2 separate regions of the Mus musculus genome follow, and region 1 is linked to region 2. A link is a contact called in public Hi-C data. All regions are on one chromosome and are shown on one strand. Each heading gives the region's core, a stretch centred on a gene start, on an enhancer-like site or on the middle of the called end of the contact. The rest is flanking DNA. Distances are from core to core; before and after follow the strand shown. Region 1 overlaps 2900026A02Rik (RIKEN cDNA 2900026A02 gene). Region 2 holds the start of Sez6l (seizure related 6 homolog like).

Region 1 (5,705 bases), core at 1,340-3,839, 580 kb before region 2:
TTAGGGGGCTTTGAATGTGGTTGTATGTTGGCATGCATGATGGAGCGTGGTGCTGTGGCAGACATGGTCTTCTGGGATGTGAAGTCTGTCAGAGTCTGCCAAGATAGCCCTGGGGGATCTAAGAAGGGGTTGGGGGAGGGTGTGCTGGGCAGAAGAACTGGGAGCAAGGAGGTTTGAGCATACACAGCAAGTTTCACCACAGGAATACAGACAGCCTAGCCTGTCTGAGGTCTGTGAACAGCCTCAGTTCCTTGAACCAAAAGAAAAGCTGGGAGGACAGGTAGTTTAGGTCTTCTGTGGGTGTGGCATGGTAGAACTCTATAGTCACCTGGGCCCTACTGCTGGCTCCTGGCTATGGAAACCACCTGCAGTATCTCTGTCCCACCAAGTCACTAGACTCTGGCCAGCACAGGTGTCTGAAACCACGGCTTAGGACCAGCCCTCCGCCTACAGAGTTAAGCTGGACACGCCTAACCCATGTCCTCCGTGGGAAGCCTGGAAATGTGGGAGACCCACGGGCTGCAGCTTAGCTTCCTCATCTGCAGAGCGGGCTGTACAACCTCTCACACTTCCGTCTCACAATTCCTCCAGGCCCTCACTTACATCTGCAGCCCAGGGCCACTCTGAGACTGCTAGGGCTTCCTTTTCTCAGTGACCCAGTGTCAGGTTCAGAGAGGCCGTCTAGCGGGGCCTCAGCAGGGAGCCAAGGAGGGTAGTGTGCCCTCTGCCTCTCCCCAGATGGTACATGGCTGTTGTCATCCTGTGGGCGCTTGGATGGCTGTCTTCCCATCTCTGCACTCATTCCCCAGGTCACCACCCACCCTGCTCCGTGCCTCTGTATAATCTGACTTTAGATTGCACCTATTACTGAGATCATGCAGTGTGAGGCTCTTACCTAATTTGGTGTCTTTTGTGTTCATCCATGATGCTGTGAGTGGCGAAGGCTGTGTAGTGTTTCATTGTGTGTGCATGCAAGCATGTGCGTGGTGCAGCCTGGTGACCTGTCTGTCCACTTAGATTGCTTGGCTGTGACCTCTCTCGCTTTGATGAGCAAGGAGGCATGTGTGGTCTCCTGTGGAGCATGGGAGTCATTTCCTTTGTGTGCATGCCCAGAGAGAGGATAGCTGCTCAGCATTTAATGCTCAGCATTGCTGTGTGCACAGAGGAGGCGTCCGGGAACACCGAGGTGCAGCCTTCCGGCAGAGAACTGGAACACAGGGGCTGGCGAGCACTGGCTGCTCCCTCGGAAGCCCCACATGGAGGGAGGCTCACCACCATCTGTAACTCCAGTTCCAAAGGATCCTTCACCATCGTCTGGCTTCCATCCACAATGCAATGCACACACAATGTGCGCTCGTGTGCACACACACACACACATAAACATAAAACAAGTCAGTAGTTGGAAGGACTGGGAAGGGACTCAGCTGGCTTGTCTGGCACACGTGCAGTCAGCTCTGGGTTCCCTCCCCAGCACTGTACAAGCCGTATGTGGCCTTGGTGACACGCACCCCTGAGCTCAGCTGGGGAGGACAGGAGGATTAGGAGTTCAAAGTCATCCTCAGGTACATAGCAAGTTAGAGGCCAGCCTGAGCTACATGACATAGCTCCCTCTATTCCCTCTGTCCCCTTCCAAGCAAGCAGGGGATCATCTGTATGAGCTCACTGCTGTGAAACTCCAGACTGGATTCTGAGCTCTGGGAGGCCTAACTTGCCCTCCTGGGGATGCTTGACAGTCTGTCTGGAGATATTTTTGGTTGCCTTAACTGGGGGTGGAGGGTGGGGACTGGTACTTGTGGTATGTTGTGGATAGAGGCCAAGGGTGCTGCTCGATGCTGTACAAGGTGGGGCAGCCTCCTTCCAATCCCTTAGCACCATCAGGACCAGTCATGACCAACACATCAAGGGAAATGCTGAGGGGAGGACTCATCAATGAAGATAGGGGAGGATTGACTCATGGGTAGCTGAAGGGAGGACTCAAGGGTAGCTGAGGGGAGGACTCCTGGGAAGCTGAAGGGAGGACTCATGGGAGGACTGCTCCATTCAAAGGCTATGTTTCCCCATGGCATCTCTAGCAGGATCCCAGTCTGCACTTTACTGTTTACTGTTTTATGTGGGAATCCACAACAGGGCCTCACAACCGCCCACTGACCAAGTGAGTCCTGGTTGTGAGCTCACATGCTCTTGTGTGTGCTCACTGACATGGGCAGTCACATCTTTAAAGTGCTCGTGTTAGGCCGGGAGGGGGGGGGGTGAGCCTGTGTCATCCCTGCCTCTCAGGAGGCTGAGGCAGGAGGATCAAAAGTTCAAGGCTTGCTGGGGCCACAGAGTGAGTTCAAGCCTCAGTAACTCAGTTTCTGTCTCAAAACTGAAAATGTGGAGGAGAGGGTTGTGGATTTGGCTCAGGAGAAGAGCTCGTGCCCAACATCCATGAGGCCTGGGTTCCATCCTGGTACCACAGACAGACATCTCAGTAAGTAAGCGCAGGGTCTGATGGCCGTGCTCCCTCCTGTCCTCGGCCTTGATTAATCACCCAGTCCAGTCCTTCCAGCTTGAGCAGGATTTTGCTCTCTGGTGTTCCCCGTGCCCTTTAACCTCAGCACTCTCAGATCTTTCTCAAGATTTCTCAGTCTTCCTCAGGTCCCCGGGTGGCCTGGCCAGGAGTGGCTATGGCAGATGTCTGCAAAGGGGCCATTTGTAGGGCTGTGGGGCTGTCTGCCTGTGGGTAGCTTCCTGCCTACAGCCTGGTCTTGCACACAGCCCCGGAGATGAGGCCCCCACCCCCACCCCCACCCCCCACCCCCAGCTCCTGGGCCTGCCCTGCATCAGCTGGGAAGTGGGAGGGGATTGAGTTTCTGTCACCCTGTCATTAGTAACCAGAGCTGGTGGCTTCCTCTTCTGGGGCTCTTTGGAGTCACTTAATCTTGCTGATGAGATAAGCCAGGTAGACAGACCCTCCTTGGGTCCGTGTGTCTGCTGCTGGGCGTCTGACTGGACGCTGTAGCCCCTGCTGTTCTTCTGAGCCCTTTCGAAGTCTCCTGGCACGAACCTCATGGGTCTCGTGGGCAACTCAGGCCATCCCCACCCTAGCCACTGTGAGCAGATCTCTGCAGTACCTGCATTTTGCAGCTGAGGGGAACTGAAGCCTGTGAGGTTTGGTATCTTATTCAAGGCCCCCACTGGGACGTGTCAGAGTCAGTATGTAAAGCCCTGGTCCCATTTCAACCACTTCTAGGCACTGAATGGGAACTCAGAGGCTGCCAGGGTTAAGGTGGCGTGGCAAGCTCTGGTGAAGCCCATATGGAGTGCATAAGCTTTCAGGATGACGTAGATGGCACCAGGGACCCCCTGGGTGTTGGTGGGAAGAAGGCCTGGCCTGCAATGTGGCTCTAGCCATTCCTGACGGGGAAGTCACACAACTGCTCTGAATTTCTGCTTCCTTGTCTGTGGCTTGGGCTAGCAATTGTAGGACTGGTTAGGGGCTGGGCTTTGGGGAACAGCCGTGTTCAGATGCACTTTGGAAGAGATGGAACACCCCCCTACCCCCACCCCCCACACACCTCTCACTATTCCTGACCTATCCAGCTTGCGGTGAGGCCTGGGGATGGTCCTCAGTGGGTCCCTCAGCTTGCTCAGGAAGCTGTAGGCCCACAGAGCTGCATGGTGGGAGCCCAGGACAGTAGGAACACAACACATAATAGGGAAACCAAGGCAGCCCATGCTGCAAGGGCCGTGCCTGGTCTGGGGGGCGGGCGGGGTCACTGTCTGTGGAATGCTGGGGACAAGCTGCCCGCTTCCCACTGTGGTGGCCAAGTTTGGCCTGTCCACATTCCACCCCACTAGCAGAGCTTGTTCTTTCGATGGAAAATGTCTAAATGTAGCTGGCTTGGCTCTCATCCCCCCCCCCCGTCCTCCCCCCCCGCAATCCCCCGGCATTCTTGTGAAGTGTTTGCTTAGCCATGGCCCTCTGCAGCCTGTGGCCTCTTCCTGGTGATGACGTCGGTAATAACAGTCTCAGAGAAGCCTGCAAGACGCCCCCCCCCATGGTCTCCACATGTGATTCATCAGTGCTCACAACAGCCCTAAAGTGGATGCTGTCATTGTTATTAAATACATGGAGAAACTGAGGCTCTGGGAGATCCAGTAACTCCTTAATATTCAGGGAGAGGCTGAGCTGGGGTTTGAACCAGGGAGGTATAAAAAAAAGTTAAATTTGGTGACTGTGCCGTTCCACCATGCTGGAAGGGCCATGTGTGGAAGGTCACCTCCGTCATGGCCACGCTGCTCAGTGGGTGCTCAGGAGATGTGAGCACTGTCCATGCATTTGAGTCACAGATGGCCAAGGGCTGCCTGCTGCTTGCTGACAACCCTGGAACATGTTGCTGCTTCTGCCGTGGCCCTGGTCGAGGTTCTGGGTCTCACTTCTTACCCTGCTAAGGCCCCGGTTTAGCCTTGCTCACTGAGGTCTGTGGCTGAAATGGAAGAACTGGCTATTTCCAGTCCTAGCCCTGCACAGAGGTTTAAGCCACAGGACGTGAGTCACTGAGGTTTTCAGATTGGCTAGAGTGTGGGTTTTCAAGTCTGGGTCTCAGGCTTTTGGTCCTGGCTGGTTCACTTCTTAGTGCACCACAGGGGCCTCGGCCCACCCTTCATCTCTAGAACCTCAGTGGTGTTATCTGTAGAATGGGGTTAGTACCTCAGCTTCCTCTTGGGCTTCCTGAGGAGCTGGTGAGGTGGTACAAACAAGGCCCTGTGCACAGTGGGTGCTGGGTAAATGATAGCAGTCACAGTGGGTGCTGGGTAAGTGTTAGCAGTCACAGTGGGTGCTGGGTAAGTGTTAGTCCATGCCAGTGTGAGATTCTTAGGATAGTGTCAGTGCCACCTTGTACTCTGTGTGCGGGCTCCCTCAGCCAGCAGGATGGTCTACTTCAGCCAGTGGGGAGTTGAGCCAAGTCACAGACTTGAGGAAGTTGTGTCAGCAGGTGGGGTGTGCTGTGGAAAGGAAGGCAGAAGGCAGGATACTCAGCTGGGGATGACTGGGCTGGGCCAGGGGAGCCTCCTGAGAAGGTATGAAGGGAAGAGGGCAGCGGGCAAGGCTGGGAGGAAATGAAGCCCTACGAAGGGCCTGTTTGAAAGGAAAGACTGAGGTTAACCCAGAGCTGGTGATGGGAGGGAGTCGGCAGGTTAGCCAGGAGATGCTTGGTGTGTAGCCACTTTGAGGGCATTGCTAGGACCTTGAGGTCACTGGAGCCTCAGGGGAGAACACTCAGTACTGAACTATATACAGTTTGGGCTTTGAAAGGAAGTCTGGCTGCCATGCAAGGAGACAGGAGGTTGTGGGGAGACCCCAGGCCAAACTAAGACAGTCAGGGAGACCACAAGGGGCCCCTGGACATTCAGTATCCTTGAAGTAAAAGCAGTGGACCCTGCTCTGAGGCTCCCACCCCTTGCGCATCCTTCCCATGGTATCCAATCCTAGGAAGAGGCACCCAGAGCCTTTTAATCAGGACAGATCTGCCAGTGGCTATAGCCCGGATTCAGCCACCTACACTGGTTGCTCCTTCTCTCTCTGTGACAGTCTCATGCCCACGTCGCCCAGGTGCGCATGTTGGATTCACACTCATCCAGTGGTCTAGCCTCCAGCTGCACTCCTAGCCCATGTTCCAGACTCGGCCTGCTGTGCCCCAAGCATAGCATGACCCCTATCC
Region 2 (6,185 bases), core at 3,220-5,719:
CTCTGGTCATTGATGATGTCTGAAGATGGAGAAACTGAGGTTCACAGACTGCATCCCAGGATGGAGTTCTGGCTCAAATCTAAGAGTGTCTTGCTCCAAATGAACCCACAGAGCCCAAACGCACAGTCACGCGCAGGTCCTCAGCTGCAGAGGCTTAGGATAAGCACACTCGTGCAGACAAAGGCTGTTTTTAGGGGTATGAAAAATGAGTGTGTTTATGGTTTGCAACGTCAGACTACATAAATACAGAGTCATTAATTTTTTTCTGCCTTCTGAAGCTGGGCACATAACCCTTCATGAGGAGAATCTCCCCTCTGGGTTTGTAGATCTGGGTGGTTACGTGGATGTTTTTTTGTCTGCCATCTTTGAGCTTTCTCCGTGCTCTGGCTGGGCGGCCCCTTCCTGTCCTCCTTGGCCTCAGGAGAATGCAGATCAGTCAGCAGGCTGGCTTTGTGTTATGTCAACTCTCAGTCGGAAAGGAAAGGCCCTGTCTTCTAGCACAGGCATTTTTTTAAGAGACAGCACACCTCCAAAGGAGCCAAAGGGGGAGGATAGTTCCCTGCAGGTGACATGGGTGTCCTGGTGGGACAGGCCAGCTCACTTCACACTTCACTGTGTCCTTGCCGGCTTCCAGTAAGAGTATAGTGTGGGCCCAGGCTTCCCACTAGGGGCTGCAGAAGCTGTGCTCTGTGATGAAGACCAGATAAGAAGATTCTGGAAGTTTCATCTTCACTTTAAAGATACAGGGGTGTGGGGTGTCCATCTCCTGGGATACCTTTTACCTTCTACCAGCATTTTTAAGTTGAACCCTTCTTGCTAGTGATGTCTTCTTTTATATTGGTTCCTCTCTCTTCCAAGACAGCAGATATTTTCTTTTCCAGTGTCCTGTGATAAAGTCTTTAGGTACTCAGATGCTCCTGACAGAAGCACACGATGCTTGGTCTGAACATAACACCTCGTTGGCCTTGTTGAAGGACACACAGTCATTAGTAGGAACTTATTCAAATGGCAAACTAACGTTCCAAAGCCCAGACTTCTGGACACTCTGTGAAACTGATTCCCTGGCACAGAGTGTTGGTCAACTGGAAAAGACAACCTTTGGGTTGGCAGACATCACTAGATGACCCAAGAATGCAAGAGATGATATCCACTGTGTTCATGGCCCCTCGCACTGAGTTTGACATCCAAGAACCATCCATTGAGCACAAAGAAAATGGGATGTTGGGTAGATAGATAGATAGATAGATAGATAGATAGATAGATAGATAGACAGATGGACAGAAGGAGAAATGGATAAATAAGGGGACAGAAGGAATAAATGATGGGGCAGTGGGAAGGGAGGGAGGAGAGGCTTGTGGGTAGATTATAATGGTTGAACTGGACAGCAAGTGACGTACCTTCATACTGTGAAGAGAGATGGAAGGTGATAAATTGTGAATGGATGGTTAGAAGAGAGGGATGGAGAGATAGACAGCTGGAGACATTGATGAGTGGGAGGAACAGATGGGGGCATGGATGTACAGCTGAGTGTGTGAATTGGTGGGATGAATGGCTAGTGAGTGGGCAGATGGAGGATGGATGGATTTGTGGATGGGTGTGCCAATGGGTGGATGTGTGCATGGGTTGGATAGAGTGAGTGAGTGAGTGGATGGTTATGACCAGATGGATGGGTTGGTGGATGAAGAGTGGATATATATATATCCATACATATATATATATATGGATGGGTGGATGGATGGGTAGATAGATAGATGGGTGGGTAGATGGATGGATGGGTGGATGGATGCATGGATGGATGAATGATGGGTGGGTGGATGGATGGATGGATGGGTAGATGGGTGGGTGGGTGGATGGATTGGTGGGTAGGTAGATGGATGGATGGATAGATAGATGGGTGGATGGATAGATGGATGGATGGGTGGGTGGATACATGGGTGGATGGATGGATGGATGGATGGATGGATGGATGGATGGAAGAATTGATGGATGGGTGGATGGGCAGATGAAGGGTAGGTGGGTGGATGGATGGATGGATGGATGGTGAATAGATAGAGTGAGAGATCAACTCCAGAGAGGCTGGTGGCTCACAGAAAGACTCTCACAAAGTCAAAGAAGTAGTCAGAAGCTCCAGCTTCCTGTCTGCTCGCTGTTGTGACCACAAGCACCTGGGGTGGACCGTGCATTAGGGTAGGTCCTGGGCACTGTTGGTAACAACTGCTCAGACTGAGGCCAATCCCCAGACTAAGATTTGACTTGACCTACCCCTGAGGTCCTCTCCCTTATCCTGTAAGCATGCACAGTGTATCCTGTCACTCCTCAAGGACACTGTTGCTCATTTTCAGTCACTCCACATGCCAGGCATTAATTTTATTCCTACCCCTCTGGAAGAGTAAACTAGAACCCAGAGAATACAAGCCACTTATTCTTGGCCTTCTGCAAAGACAGAGGTGAGGCTAGGTTCCAGCCTTTGCCCTCAGTGGCTGATTTTTAACTGCACAAAGGTGGTCACTCCCACAGCAGCATGTAAAGAGAACAGACCTACAGGCTCACCCCAACTTCAGGAACAGAACCTGGGCTTCTCTGACCCCAAGCCAAGACCAAGCATAATCTGGCAGTAGACAGAGCACAACCCTGGGCAGAACCAGACTATACATGGTATTGAACATGTTGCCTTGCCTCCCCACACCTCAGTTTGCTCTTCTTTAAAATGGGTCTGGTAATGGGGAAGATCTTCCCCCAACCATGTACTTTTGTTCCAGCTCTGACCCCAGCTGGCTCTTTCTGGTGACTCATCTGCCCGATGCTCTCAACACCTACCCTTACTAATCGATGACTGCAGTGATGGACTTCCAGCAGTGTGCTGGAAGTGGGGAGGCCACCAACAGCCAGGAGGAGCCACCAAGTCTCACCCCAGAGGTAGCCATCTTGGTTGAGGGGAAGAATCATGTTTGGGTGATTTGATTTTCAACTCAGGCCTGGTCTTGAATTCATCCATCTTATCACTTCCTGGCTGAGTGGCTTTGGTGAGGTTGACCCTCTGAGGGCATCCAGGGGAGATATCGATCACTTCTACCACTGCCGATCATTATGACTTTAAAACAGAGACCACACCAGAGTCCGGTGAGCCATGGGTGTTTACAAGCCTTTCTATCCTCATCTCCAAGGAGGAAGCCGGCACTTGTGTCTCTCCTCCATGTTTCTGTATTCCTGCTTTATGCTTCTATTCCTCAGGGGTTACTGGATGGCCTGCTGCTAGCCCTCTAGAGGAGGACCCAGGTCTTCTGCATGTCCTTCTCAAATCCCCACTTCCTGAGACCTGATATGAACTGGGGGTCTCTCCATCACCTGATAATCTGAGCTTCAAGCAAAGAGCATCCCAAGAGTAAATGAGTGACAGGGGCATTTGGAACCAGGACCAGAATAGTCCTCCTTCGCTCCTCCCACCTCCAATGCTCCCCTCCCCTACGTTGTTTTCAGAGATTCCCAGTCTCTCCACTCTGCTAAAGACATCCCCCCCCCCACCCCCAATTGCTACAACCTTCTTTCCATCTGCTCCCTGCTTGAGCGGAGTGGCAAGGTGGAGTGGGGGAGGGGAGGGCTTCTAACTTGGGGTGAGGGGCCTGGGAAGCCAGCTGGGGCTGTGAGACTCAGCAGAACAAGGAGAGCTGTCTCCCTTGGTGTGAGGTATCTTCCAGTTGGCCCTTGGCCAATGCCTGGCTATAAGTGGCTTCTTGTCTTCCTCACCCACTGCGCCCCGTCTCCTCTGTTTGTGGAAGAAAGACACGCTGCTAGAGAATCTCAACTGGACAGAGGCCGCCAGAGGATGGGCCTGGAACCAAAGCTTCCACTGGCGGGGGAGGGAAACGGGGCTTCGGCTCTGGAAGCCTGGCGGATCTGCAGAGCGCTGTTGAGAGTGCTAATGTAGCTGAAATCATAACATGGACCCAGGAGTCTGTGGCTGGGCGTTTCCAGGGTGAAGAACCACTTGGTATCAGACAGAGGATCCTGTGGTCCTGTGCATTGGTCCAACAATGTCCCTGGATGCAGTCGGTGTGGCTTCCTAGGTCACTGGGACTCTCTGTGGAAGCACCAATGCATTTGGCGGATAGGGGAGGGAAAGGTGGATGCGGGTGGGGACCTCAGGGGCCAGAGAGGGCTGTATAGTGGGGATACAGGTCAGGCTGTTCGCCGACTGGGTTCGCAAGGACACATCGGGCGCTCTTCCGCCTCGTCTGACCGTCCCAGCATCCGCAAAAAGAGTAGGGACCCTGAGCCCACCCGGGACCGGGCGATATCACTAACTTCTCAGGGCCTAAGGGCCAGGCTGCCCCCGGAACGGCCCTCGGCCGCCTCCTCGCGCTCACTTCCCTCGCTCGCTCGCTGGTTCGCTCTCTCTCTCTCTCCTGCTCCCTCTCTCGCTCGGGCACCAGCCCCCGCCCTCCGCTCGCTCGCCGCCCGCGGCTCCTCCTCACTCGTCCGTCGCCCGCGCCCGGTGCAGCTCGGCCAGAGCCACGGCGAGCTGCGCGTCCGCCAGGAGCCGCTGCCCTGATCCTACTGCCCAGATCCCTCTGCCTGGATCCCATTGCCTGAACCCCGCTGCACCAATCCCTCTGTCTGTCTGGACCTCGGTCTGGGATCCGGCTGCTTGGAGCCTTCTGTCCATCTCTCTCTCTCTCCCTGGATAGCACTGCCTGATTCCGGCTGCTCGAATCCTTCTGCCCGGACTCCACCGCACGGATCCCTCTGCCTGGACCGACCACACGGATCTCTCTGCGCCGACCCCAGCTCCGTAGCTACGATGCCCGTGGCACGGCCACAAGCCGCGGGACCCGACAGGATCTCTCTGTTCCTTGTCGCCTTCCTTCTGGGGAGCCCCGCGGCAGCTCAGGCGGAAGGTAAGCACCCCGAGGGCCCCGGCCCAAAGAGGGTAAAGTTGTTGCGGCTGACCCGAGCAGTCGGGGGTCTCGACTGGTCTGGGAACACACGCGCCACCCGCGGGACCGCCCGGATACCGGGCTGGGCACCTCGTCCCTGCCGGAGCGCGGAGGCGGGGACGCATCTGAAGGACTCTCGCCTTAGGCTGCGGGTCCTTCGTCGGTCTCTGGGCTCCCGTTTGCAGTCTGGAGACGCTTCCGGGAGAAGCTCTTGGGAGTGGGGTCCTCTCCAAACCTTCAGATTCTGGAAGCTCTCTGCAACTGCACCCGGGGCTGGCTGCCAGGTTATTCTGCCAGGCTCTGTGGAAGAGGATAGGTATAGGAAGCGGACAGCTGACTGCCTGTCTCCAGAACCAGACTCCCTCCCATCCCACCATCCCACGCTGTCTCGGACTATCCGGAGGGGCTGTCTCCTGGATAGGTCCCAGCCAGGTGTCAGGAAATTGGACTTGGGTGTGGCTTCTTCGGATGGAGGAGAGCTCAAGGCTCCCAGAACTTGGTGAGAAGAGAGATATTAGAACCCCAGGGGCTTGGCCCCCTTTATCCCTCTACAGCTTCATCGATATTAGGAGTGAAGAGAGGGTGCTGGTGAAACCCACGTGCTTGCTGCTTAGGAAGGGAAGGGGGTCTGAGTTTATGGAGATTGTCGAGATTGTCGGTTCCTTCACCTGCCTGGAGTCACACCTTTGCTCCACCCTGCTAGGGTCCCAGGAAGTTACAGTGAGATGCTGAGGTGAAGAGAAGAGGGAGGCAAATAACTCACCCAAAGCTGATCCCACCCCCAGCCACCAGAGCTAAAGACACCAGGAGAGCCCACGGTGTCAGCTATTGGGGTTGGATCACTTAACCTCTCATTCTCTTGGCAAGGTGTGACTCTTGTTTCCTCCCGTGGTAACTTACAAAACAAAGCTTGGAGCCTGCCTGAGCTGACCACAGCATGGAGCGCTTACCCCACTCCCCAGCACCCCCGTCCATCTGGAGTTCTGTATAATTGAGGTTTTCTTGATGATCTGGAGTTCTGAGGACAGAGAAGCATTGCCGCTTCGCCGCGGGGAATTCTGGGCCCCTGAGTTCAGCACCAGAGGCCCCGGACAGCTCTCAGCTCCAGGCCCTAGCTCTGGGTCCCATCACTTCGTTGTGGCCTGGAGTACCCTCAGCATACATCAGACATTATATCCCCAATCTCTTGGACCCAGAAATGGGAGCGATGGGCATGATTTGCCTCCTCTATTTAACAAAACATGTCATTGA

The links. Hi-C and Micro-C count contacts between places; a contact is called where the count stands out from the background.
Region 1: a Hi-C map of the N1E-115 cell line shows a contact between it and region 2, with 4 times the contacts expected there. The contact joins the enhancer-like site here to the promoter of Sez6l in region 2. A contact is called at or near these places in 2 of 484 Hi-C or Micro-C datasets (the N1E-115 cell line and cerebellum) and 1 of 9 other capture datasets (embryonic stem cells).

Annotation. Positions count from the first base shown.
Region 1 is chr5:113,156,020-113,161,724 of GRCm38.p6, reverse strand. The region is part of intron 6 of 2900026A02Rik (RIKEN cDNA 2900026A02 gene); the gene reads left to right. Among named protein-coding and RNA genes, the nearest start is that of Gm42161, 14 kb to the right of the region's middle. Within about 2 kb of position 2,589, at least 38 of the 459 cell types and tissues checked have an H3K27ac peak or open chromatin away from gene starts, as enhancers often do. A contact at or near this core is called in the N1E-115 cell line, where this site is marked.
Region 2 is chr5:112,575,482-112,581,666 of GRCm38.p6, reverse strand. It overlaps Sez6l (seizure related 6 homolog like), which reads left to right and starts at 4,469. Exons shown (of 17, transcript NM_001253916.1): 1 at 4,469-4,895. The coding sequence starts at 4,799.